2 separate regions of the Sus scrofa genome follow, and region 2 is linked to region 1. A link is a contact called in public HiChIP or PLAC-seq data. All regions are on one chromosome and are shown on one strand. Each heading gives the region's core, a stretch centred on a gene start, on an enhancer-like site or on the middle of the called end of the contact. The rest is flanking DNA. Distances are from core to core; before and after follow the strand shown.

Region 1 (4,866 bases), core at 916-3,415:
CAATTTGCTGAAGGGTGCACTTGGTACCAGATGGAGAGGTTGCGAGGACAGAGCATGACTTTCAGGCCACAGAGTGAAGCATCGTGCCATGAAGACAGATGGTGAGACGGGTGGCTTACTGCCTTTTTAGTATTCAACCTGCCTGTGTACCCTTCACACAGGACCTCTTCAGAAGCTTCCATTTCCAAAGCATCTGAATTTAGAAGTCAAATGTAAATGTTTCAAGCTCCAGTCCAGGCTAAGTATGCTTCATAGCTTTTCTCTTTTCTCACATTTAGACACAGCCAGATTCTGCTACACTGATTAATAAAGGAATCACAGAATGGTATAATTTGTGAAACTGGGCATTGGAGAGATGTCATGTATGGAGAGGATAGAGTCAAGAATAGAGTTTTCTTTCCAGTGTCTGAGCCACTAATTGGCATTCAAAAGTGTGGAACCATGTGTGGAGTAAGAAAAATCTTATTAAAATCTTACAGGTATGGCTATAAGATAAGGAGACACCAATATGCAACAGTTTTCAAATAAATGAATAAAGAGTTTTCCACCCTACATCCAAAAAAAAAAAAAAAAAAAGAGTCAGAAGAGTAGCTAGAGAATCAGGAGAATGTAGTTAGGCAGGTAGAAGTAGATGGCTGGCATTTTCAAAAGGCTGCAGAGTGGTCACTGGGAAAGATGCCCCAAAATAGAAAGAAGAAAGAAGTCTTTTGTGACCATTGAAAGAAAAGCCGATTGTGTGGGTATAAGCAACAGTGTAGTGGGGTAAATAAGAGATGAGAAGGTAAAGACAGCAAAGATAGTTTAAGTTTCTCAAGCACGGTGATTCTGAGAAGAAAGGAGATAGAGTAGTTTGAAAGGCTTGACCAGGTTGGGTGGTTTTTGTTCTGTTCAAAGGATGGAGGAGACTGAATGTGTCTGTGGGAGAGAAAAGCTAGCTTAAAGGGGAAAACTGATAATGGGGAGAGGATAGTTGATTAATCAAAATCTGGGAATGGCTGGGATCCAGTGCACAGGTGCAGAGATTAACCTTGATGAGGAGAAAGAACACTTCTTGCGGTGGAAAGGTGGAATGAATGAAGGCTATAGGACAGGCATAATAATAAAGTGACTGGACTTCAGGGTGGAGAAACTGGCTGTCATTGTAGAGGAAGGCTAGGAAAGCCTGAATTTTCTGGACCGAGTCCAGATTTCATATATAGTCAGCCACTGACTGTATGTGTGGATTCAACCAACCATGGTATTCAGGAAAAAATTCCCCCAAAGTTTAAGAAGTTGCGCTGGCAACTATTTATGTAGTATTTACACTCTATTAGGTATTATAAGTGATCAAGAGAAGATTTAATGTCTACAGGAGGTAGGTTATATGCAAATACTACAGATATTTTACATAGGGCACTCGAGCATCCATTATTTTGGTATCTTCAGGGCACTTAGAAACAATTCCCAAGATACTGAGAGAGAGCTGTATTTAAGTATCATATTCTTCAGCCATTCCTTTTACATTTATTCAGAGCCCTGTATGTGCCAGACACTGAGGTCCACAGAGATACAACTCTTCATGTAATTTTGGAATTTGTTATATTGGTGACTCAGTGAGGATTACTTTTTACTGCTCTAGAAGGCTTTCAGTAGAAGTAAACATCAATCAAAAGAGTCATTTGTCAGACAGACGTCCCGAGTAGGGGTTTGGAAAACACATGCATCTCAACAATGGCTCCCTGTGTGAGGTGGGGAGGGAGGAGAGGCCCGGATGGGGGAAAGAGGTTTAGACAGGGTAACCTGAGAAGTGTGGGCGTTCAAACAGGTGAACCTCTTGAGTACTTCAGGCCACGCTGTAGCCAAGGGAAATACCGTCTCAGCCCACCGCGGTGTGAGAACCGCCTTCTTCTCTAACCAGGTATAAGTACGGAGGCTGGGTAGGACCACACACAAGATAAGACGGCATCCAGAACTGCTTCCCACAAACTTCTACTGCCCCAGACTGCTTAAGGTCACTGCTACTTTAGCCCTCGTTTATTGATGAGGGGCGGGGGAGTGGAGAAGCTGTGGGCGAATCACCTTTCTTGTTTTACGATTGGTCGTATTAGGATCCAGGTTCCGCCTCCCGCGCCGCCGCCGCCAGGCTCTCGGAGTTGTCACTCAGCCACCGTGGCCGCCCCTCTCCCTGGCCCCGCCTCTCGCTGTGGCTGGGATCTCGCGGGAAGAGCTGTGGGCACGGCTGTGGCTCGGTCTCCCGGTTGCGCGCGGAGCGGGAGGGTTCTCCCCACACAAGCGGTTCCTCGCGGAGGGGTTGGAGCTACCGCAGACGCAGGCCTGAGCCGTCCCTTCTTCGCCGCCTCCTTCTCTTCCTCAGGGCTTCCTGGCCCGCTCGCCCTCCGACGCTGCCCAGGTGAGGAAGCCCAGAGCGCGTCTGCGCTGAGGAGTGGTCGGGGAGCGGGGACACGGAGCAGCCGGGGCAGGCGGGCTCCCGACGGGGGCGGCTCCTTGGGCAGCGCGGCGCTGCTTGGTGGGCGTGAGGCTTGTCGGGGTTCAGGAGTGCTGGGGGCGAGGAGGCGGTGGGGTGGGATCTGGGTGCGGGCGCGCAAGGGCGGTGTAGCGCGTGCCAGGGCTCCTGGGGTGAGGAGGCGTTTTATTGAGGGTCCTGGGGCTCTTCCGGCTTTGGGGTAGGGGGTGGGTGGAGGCGTAGAAGGTCCCGGTTCTTCGATGTCGAGGGAGATTTATCAGGGTCCTTCAGTTCCGTGAGGTGGTATGGCGAGGTTTCGGGACGAAGGGTCCTTTCTCGCGGTCCCATGCTCTTTGAGGGCAGAGGATTCAGTTTAGCAAGGTCCTAGGTCTCTGAAGGGGCAGATCCGTGGGGTCTTTAGGGTCTTTTGAGCGGGAGTGGGCGTCTTGTTTCGCATCCTGGGAAGAAGAAGCGGTGTATTGGGGTCCCGGGAGGATTGATCTATTTATCGAGGTCTCCAGGCTGGAGGGCGTTGTATATGCGTTCTGCAGGGTCCAGGGTCGCCTTGGTGGGCTGCTAGGGGCGAAAGGGTTTATCGCGGAGACCAGCGTTTTTATTAGGGTTTCTGTTTTGCCCAGAGGGGGGCGGTAACTTGGCATGGTCTTCAGTCTTTTGTGGGGCGACAGGGCGAGTTAGCGGGTCCCCGGGTGATCTCGAAGGAAGGACGAAGCTCTGCAGGCGCTGGGTCGGCTCAGGGCGGCAAGTGGGCTCCGGTGGCATCCCGAGCCAGCTCAGTGGCTGGTCAGCATCCTGGAACAGATCTTTCTCTCAGATGAGATTTACTCAATGCTTAGTTGAAGGATTTATCCATGTTGTTGGCTAGTTAGAGAAATAGTGGATTTGTTCTGCAATTTTCTTGTCTCTGCTTCGGAATCCCTGTGGGCGCGTGCTGGTCTCGCTGCTCTGGGAGCGAGAGAGTGGCAGGCAGCAGCTTAAGTGGGCTTGTGGACTGTAGGTTCTTTAGGAGACGGGTGTCTTCCGGGTGAGCGTGGAAGCTGCTGAGGACAGGGAAGGCTGTGTGGTTTTGGCTTCCTTTTCTAGGTGGTCTGCTTTGCTGATCCTGCATTATTAGATCTGTCCTGAGGTCTTGCCGGAGTATTAGGCAGTCAAGTAGTGCTGGAAGTGTGTTCTGGCTTCGCTCTGTCCTTTGGAAAGCTTGTGGAGAGGGATAATTTCAGCCTCCAAATAACGCATTGGAATTTGAAGTTCCAAAGCTAGAGCTCTGCAGAAGCGTCATTTGAAACCTGGAAGGATTGCTCACAGAGCTCTTTTAGAGAAAATCCCGTTTAACCGTTGTATTGTAGAGGTACAGTTAGTCTTGATTTCTTTGCAGAATCCTTGGTAACTACCCCAGGCTTCAGTGGAATTCAAATAAAATGACCTGTGCATATGTGTTCTTCTTCTTCTTCTTTTTAATGTATAAATTAGAAAGTCTGTGTGCTTTTTTGCTTGACAATTCTTCTGGTTAGATAGTTGCTTTATCATAGGGGCCTGTAAATGAAGTCTCATGTGGCAGGCATTGGAACCTGTACGCATAGTAATTCTGTAATTTGGGATAAACACATTTGAGTATGTCAAAGCAAAGAATTTTGCCTGCCTTAGTCTTTTTCTTAGTGACAGTTTGTTTTTTTTAATAACATTTCTTTTGATTTTAGGACCAGAAACATTAGTGATATTATACCTAAACCTTGACTCTTGTAATCATTAAAAAAATACAAGAAATTTTACATAGTCATACCTAACTCTTTGGAAATGTTGAGTTCTTTGGTTTTGGTTTTGGTTTTGTTTTGGTTATAAATCAAACCAAAATGCTGAATTGAATTTTATAACTACAAAAATTGATCAGTTGAGGATATATTTGATTGGAACTGTAGCCAACAAAACCCTAAACAGACCTTCTTTTTTTCCCATTATTAATATTGTTATTATTTTTCATCTTTTTAGGGCCACACCCGCAGCAAATGGAGGTTCCCGGGCTAGGGGTCAAATAGGAGCTGCAGCTGCCGGCCTATGCCACAGCCACAACGCCAGATCTGAGTTGAGTCTGTGACTTACACCACAGCTCATGGCAACACTGGATCCATAACCCACTGGTGAGGCCAGAGATTGAACCTGCGTCCTCATGGATACTAGTCAGATTTGTTTCCGCTGAGCCACGAAGGGAATTCCTCCCTTATTATTTTTGAAGGCCAGTCACAAATTAAACAGATTTCAGTAGCTGTTTTAAAACCAGCTTTCATAAGTAAATATATTGATCCATCAACAAATATTTGATTATCTGCTAGTTTCACAGCACTGGAGGTATAATGATTCCAGCTCTCATGAAACCTGCTTCAAGAGAGAGAGAAAGACAGCAAATAATG
Region 2 (4,866 bases), core at 807-3,306, 230 kb after region 1:
AGTAGATGGAGAGCAGGGGTCCAACACCCCGAGCAGGATCATTGGCAGAAGATCTGCTGGGATCTGAGGTAAGGAGGCATTGTCAGAAGGGAGGGAGGAGAGCTTGACAGCAGAGGGCCATGGTGTCTGAGCCCAGTGTGTTCAGGGCACTGAAGGTCCTCCTGGCTGGAGGAATGCAGTGGGAAATGATACGCGATGAGCTTGGAGAGGAAGAGCCTCTGGGCCTGTAGAGGGCCTCCAGCAATGGGAATTACTTTAGTATTACATGTAGGGAGATGATCAGATCTATGATTTAGTGGTGAGCTGGCTGCAAAAAGGAACCAGGATTGGAAGATGGCAGCGGGGAGGCCTGTTAGGTTACAGTTGCTGCCATCCAGACAAGAGATGGTAGTGGCCAAGGGGATGAAGAGGAGAGGTTTGAAGGCTATTTAGTTGGTAGAACTGTCAAGATTTGATGATTGAATGTTGGAACAGAAGAAGAGGCAAAAGTCAAAGATGGTACTTTGCACTTGGGCTTGGGTGGGTGCATAGACGATAATGCCATCCACTGAGGGAGAACAAGTTCAGGGAAGAGATTAGGATGTGTCATGTGTGAGGTACTTGTTGGGCATCCAGGTGTAGAATTCAGTAGGCTGTTGGACATATGCAACTGGAGCCCAGAAAAGCAAACATGAATAGTACGTGAAGCTATGGGCGTGCCTGGGGAGAGAGCGCAGCTAGTGACCACCAGGTCAAAACCCTAAACCACAATATTTAAGGGACAAAAGAGAACTCACAAATGAGGCTGAAAAAGAGGGGCTAGAAATCTAGGAGGAAAACAAAGGAATGGGAAATATTTTTTAGGGTGTTAAGAGGTCAAGAAAGATAAGTGTGGGGAAGAGCCAAATTGTTTTAGCATCAATGATCTTGCTGAGAAGAGTTCAAGTGGAAAGACTGAGACTAAAGCCAGGCTGCCTAGTAATTAAGTGGTAAGCGGGAGTTCCGTGTGTGGTGCAGTGGGTTAAGGAACTGGCATTGCCACAGCTGTGGTGTAGATCGAAGCTGTGACTCACATTCCATCTCTGGTTCAGGAACATCCATATGCCATGGGTGTGGCCAAAAAGGTAAGGTAGCAGCCCAGCCCAATTCCTAAGTAATACAGATCCCAACCTCTTATTTGACGACAAATAAAGTTCTAATGGTTCAAAGACTTAAACATAAAAAACAAAGCAATAAAAGCATTAGGAAAAATATACGATTAAACGTCTTTTATCTTTTTTTTTTGGCCTCATTTTCCCAGGCTAGAGGTTGAATTGGAGCTGCAGCTGTGTACTCTCTGACGCAGCAATTCTGTGTAAATAATAGATTTTCAAGTTTATTCTCTATAACTATGTCTATAGTAGCAAACACTGGAACCATCTTTATGTGGAACAGTATGGGCTGGAGATATGTCAATCCTTAATCGTCTGGTCCTGTAGAAAGCTGAGGAGATGGGACCACAGTTCCATAAGAGCACGTACATAGATTCATACTGATAGTCAAAGTGAAATAAAATCAGTTCATCTTAGAAAAGAGTGGTTCTGGACGTTGCTCCTCAAGGACAAGGATCAAAATTTTATTTATCTCGGTATGCCCAGTATCAATCATTGTTAAGACTTTGATATACAGGAAAGAGGTGGAGGAACCAGAGAGGGAGATCCCAGGAAAAGTGAAGAAGAGAGAAATAGGAAGCCAAGGGGATACCATGATCTGGACTCCGAAGAGAGAGTCTGAGACTCTGTGCAGGGCACAGCCCAAGTAAAGGACACTCCTGGGCGGAACGACACTGTTGACCACTGAATTAACCCTGGACTTGCCCTTCTATCGGACTTCTCGTGCTGTGGGAAAGGAAACTCTCAGTGTTCTCATAGGACCATGGAAGCTGTTGTACTTCCTAATGTCTGAGACCCGCTTCCCCATCCCGCTCTCATCACTCACACAGCCGACGCTATTTCCGGCGTCGGTCGCCTGGGAGACGAGCGCCATTTCCCGCAAAGGAGGAGGTTCCTCATAAGCCCCGCCCCTTCCCCGCGGGCGGGCGCTGATTGGGTGGTTTGAAATGCGCCGGGCGCGAGCTCACCTGCGCCGGCAGCGGCGTCTCCCGGCTTTACGGAGCGCCGCGCCTGAAAGGCAGAGTCTGTGTTCCCGAGGCCGGTCTCTACGGTCCGCCGTCCTCGCCAGCCCGCCCGACCGAGCCCGGCGTTCCGTGCTCGCATCCGGGCAGCGTCGAGCCTGCTGCCATGAAGCCAGCGTGAGTACCGGGCCGCGGAGCTGGGGCTGAGCCGCCCCGGGCCGCGCCTTCGGCCCTGAGCCCGGAGCCTCCCGGAGTGTGGCCCCCAGAGTGGGAGGGAACCCCCACCAGGACCTCCTGGGGGAGGGGGGGACCTGGGCGTCGAGACCCGTCCGCTTGGACCATCCCAGCTCCCAGCCGCCCGGAGTCGGCCGCCCCGGCTCCCCGCCCCGGCTTCACTTCGACCAAGAAATGTCGGCCCCTAGTTAGGGGTGAGGGAGGTTTGGACTGCGACTCCGGTTCCAGTTAGCCGGGTCGCCCTCCACCTGGCTCCGGACCAGCGGCTCCAACCTTTTCTGAAGTTCCCCTTTCCCTCCCTGGTCGTCCGCGGCCCCGGGTTGCATTTTGCCGAGTTAGTGCGGGTCGGAGGTCGACTTGGGTGTGGGGCCAAGTGTTGTATCCTGGGGTTGGTTGGGTAAGTGGTCTCAGCCCCTGGAGAGTCTTGGCATCGGTGTGCATTGCGGGCTTTTCTTAGCCTAGGGGGCCGAGACCACTCCCGGTTGTCGTTCGGTTACTTTTCTCTATTCTTTGGTCTCACACAACCCGGTCCTCGGGCATAAATGCACACGCCCACATTCCTCACCGAGTGGAGTGATGTTCCCAGGGCACACTCATTCCTTGACTGCTATTGGGTATCGAAATACTTGTGCAAAGAAGAGGGCTGACTTTATATTTGTCGTCATCATGTAGCTAGTCGTTTGCAAAAGGCAACTTGTTTTCTTAAGAGGCTAAAGTCAAAATCTTTATCTTTGGGAAGAAAAATACGGAGGTTAAATAAATCTACCATAATATCTTGGACTTAAAACACGAATTTGCTTGTTTCACCTGGGGAAGTGTTGAGAAAGTATTTTAATAGTCTGTAGTCCGAGCCAATAACTTCATTTAATGTTAGCGTTAAATGTTTAGTCTATAGATAAATGGGGAAAAGGGGGAGTGGCATGTAGAGAAGTGATAAAGTAAATCATTATTTTTTCTACCATCCCTACTTAAAAAGAGCAAGAAATTGCAGTTTGGGGACCACATTTTGGGGACAAAGGATGATAGTTCTGAGAATTCAATAATTTCTTATTCCTTGAAAGTAAAGACATAAATCTTGATGAAAAAATGGATTTTCTCCATCTGCATTTTTATATTTTATTGAAGTTGATCACTTTTCAGTCTGCCTTGGCAATGGGCTGTTGGCACTGAAGCCCACAGCATATGGGCTTATGCATCTGTATATTTATGCCCTTGGACATAAGTGTGGTCAATTATCCATAGATTTTTCAAATTTGTAGTGTCTGTAAAATTGTTGCTTAAGAAAATAAGCAAGCTATTTTACAAATAGAACTATAAATAGATGTTAAAAAACAATTCAACAGAGTACATTTTAAAGATCTTATTGGGTTCATTTAACAGTTAATGAATTGGGCAGCATCCAGTCTAGCAGATAGAAAGGAGTGCTGAAGAACTTTACAAAATGGAAGACTTATAGGCAGACAGGGGCAGGACAGGAGAATTACTAGCAATGTGTAGATCGTGGCAAGGTTAGCATCCTTTAGTGGGTGGCAGTGGTCTGTCAGGCAGATCACCTCACTAGTGCTGACCAGGTAATTCCAGGTTGGCTAGTTTAAGAGTCTGCTCCTGGGAGAGGTTGAGACTATAAGTTAGGTATTAAGTCTCAGTTTGGTGACACAGGGCTTAGCATAAGTGATTCCATTTGGGGCCTCTTGTCTCTTTTTTCAACAAAGAGCAAGTATATTTAGTACCAAAACTTTCTCCTAAGCCAATTTTTTTTTTGCGGGGGCGGGCGGGGGGGGAAGCTGCAGGTGGGGCATATGGAAGTTCCCAGGCTAGGGGTTGAATCAGGGCTGCAGCTGCCAGCCTACACCACAGCCACAGCAACATGGGATCCAAGCTGCATCTGGGACCTATACTGCAGCTTGATGCAACGCTGGCTCCTTAGCCCACTGAGCTAGGCCAGGGATCAAACCCAAGTCCTCATGGACGGATACTAGTCGGGTTTATAACCACTGAGCACACTGGGAACTCCTTAAGCCAAATTTTATTTACTTTTGGATTATACATGCCAAAATACTCTTCTACTAATGCAATTTATTCCTGTTCATGTTACTTGGGGTATAGTGTTTTGGAACTGGTAAAGAATAAACCCTAGGTAGGTTGTCTCTATTAATTATAGGTGAGGTTTTTTGTATGTTAGTGTTGAGCTGAAATGTTTTTGTATTTATGACCAGGAGGACTAAGACACCCAGGAAACCACCAGTGAAAAAGGGAGCCCAAACAACTCTTAAAGACCCAGTGGGGGTAAGGTTTCCCTGTGAATTTGTGTGTGTGAATTCATGTCTTTTGTGTGTGAATGTGTGTGTGTAGGGACAGAGGTGCGGAAGTGGAGTCAAAGAACATTTGGCTAAAAGGTCTGTATTTAATTGCTTAAGGGTTGTTCCAGCTTTGAGATTTTATTTCTATGTAGGATTCATTAGTCCAGTAAAATGAAGTCTTTGGTTGTTGATTGCATACTTCCTATAATTAATTATAATTTGAAAAGTTATATAATGAAA

What was found. HiChIP or PLAC-seq counts read pairs in DNA pulled down with a chosen protein or histone mark.
Region 2: a contact with region 1 is called in an H3K27ac HiChIP or PLAC-seq map of alveolar macrophages. The contact joins the promoter of KIF23 here to the promoter of GLCE in region 1. A contact is called at or near these places in 1 of 5 promoter capture datasets (fetal skeletal muscle), 2 of 47 Hi-C or Micro-C datasets (embryonic fibroblasts and skeletal muscle) and 1 of 2 datasets of contacts at active chromatin or transcription factors (alveolar macrophages).

The regions. Positions count from the first base shown.
Region 1 is chr1:167,005,765-167,010,630 of Sscrofa11.1, forward strand. GLCE (D-glucuronyl C5-epimerase) reads left to right here and starts at 2,166. Exons shown (of 4, transcript XM_001927959.7): 1 at 2,166-2,389.
Region 2 is chr1:167,237,917-167,242,782 of Sscrofa11.1, forward strand. It overlaps KIF23 (kinesin-like protein KIF23), which reads left to right and starts at 2,057. Exons shown (of 24, transcript XM_013993340.2): 1 at 2,057-2,269; 2 at 4,543-4,612. The coding sequence starts at 2,259.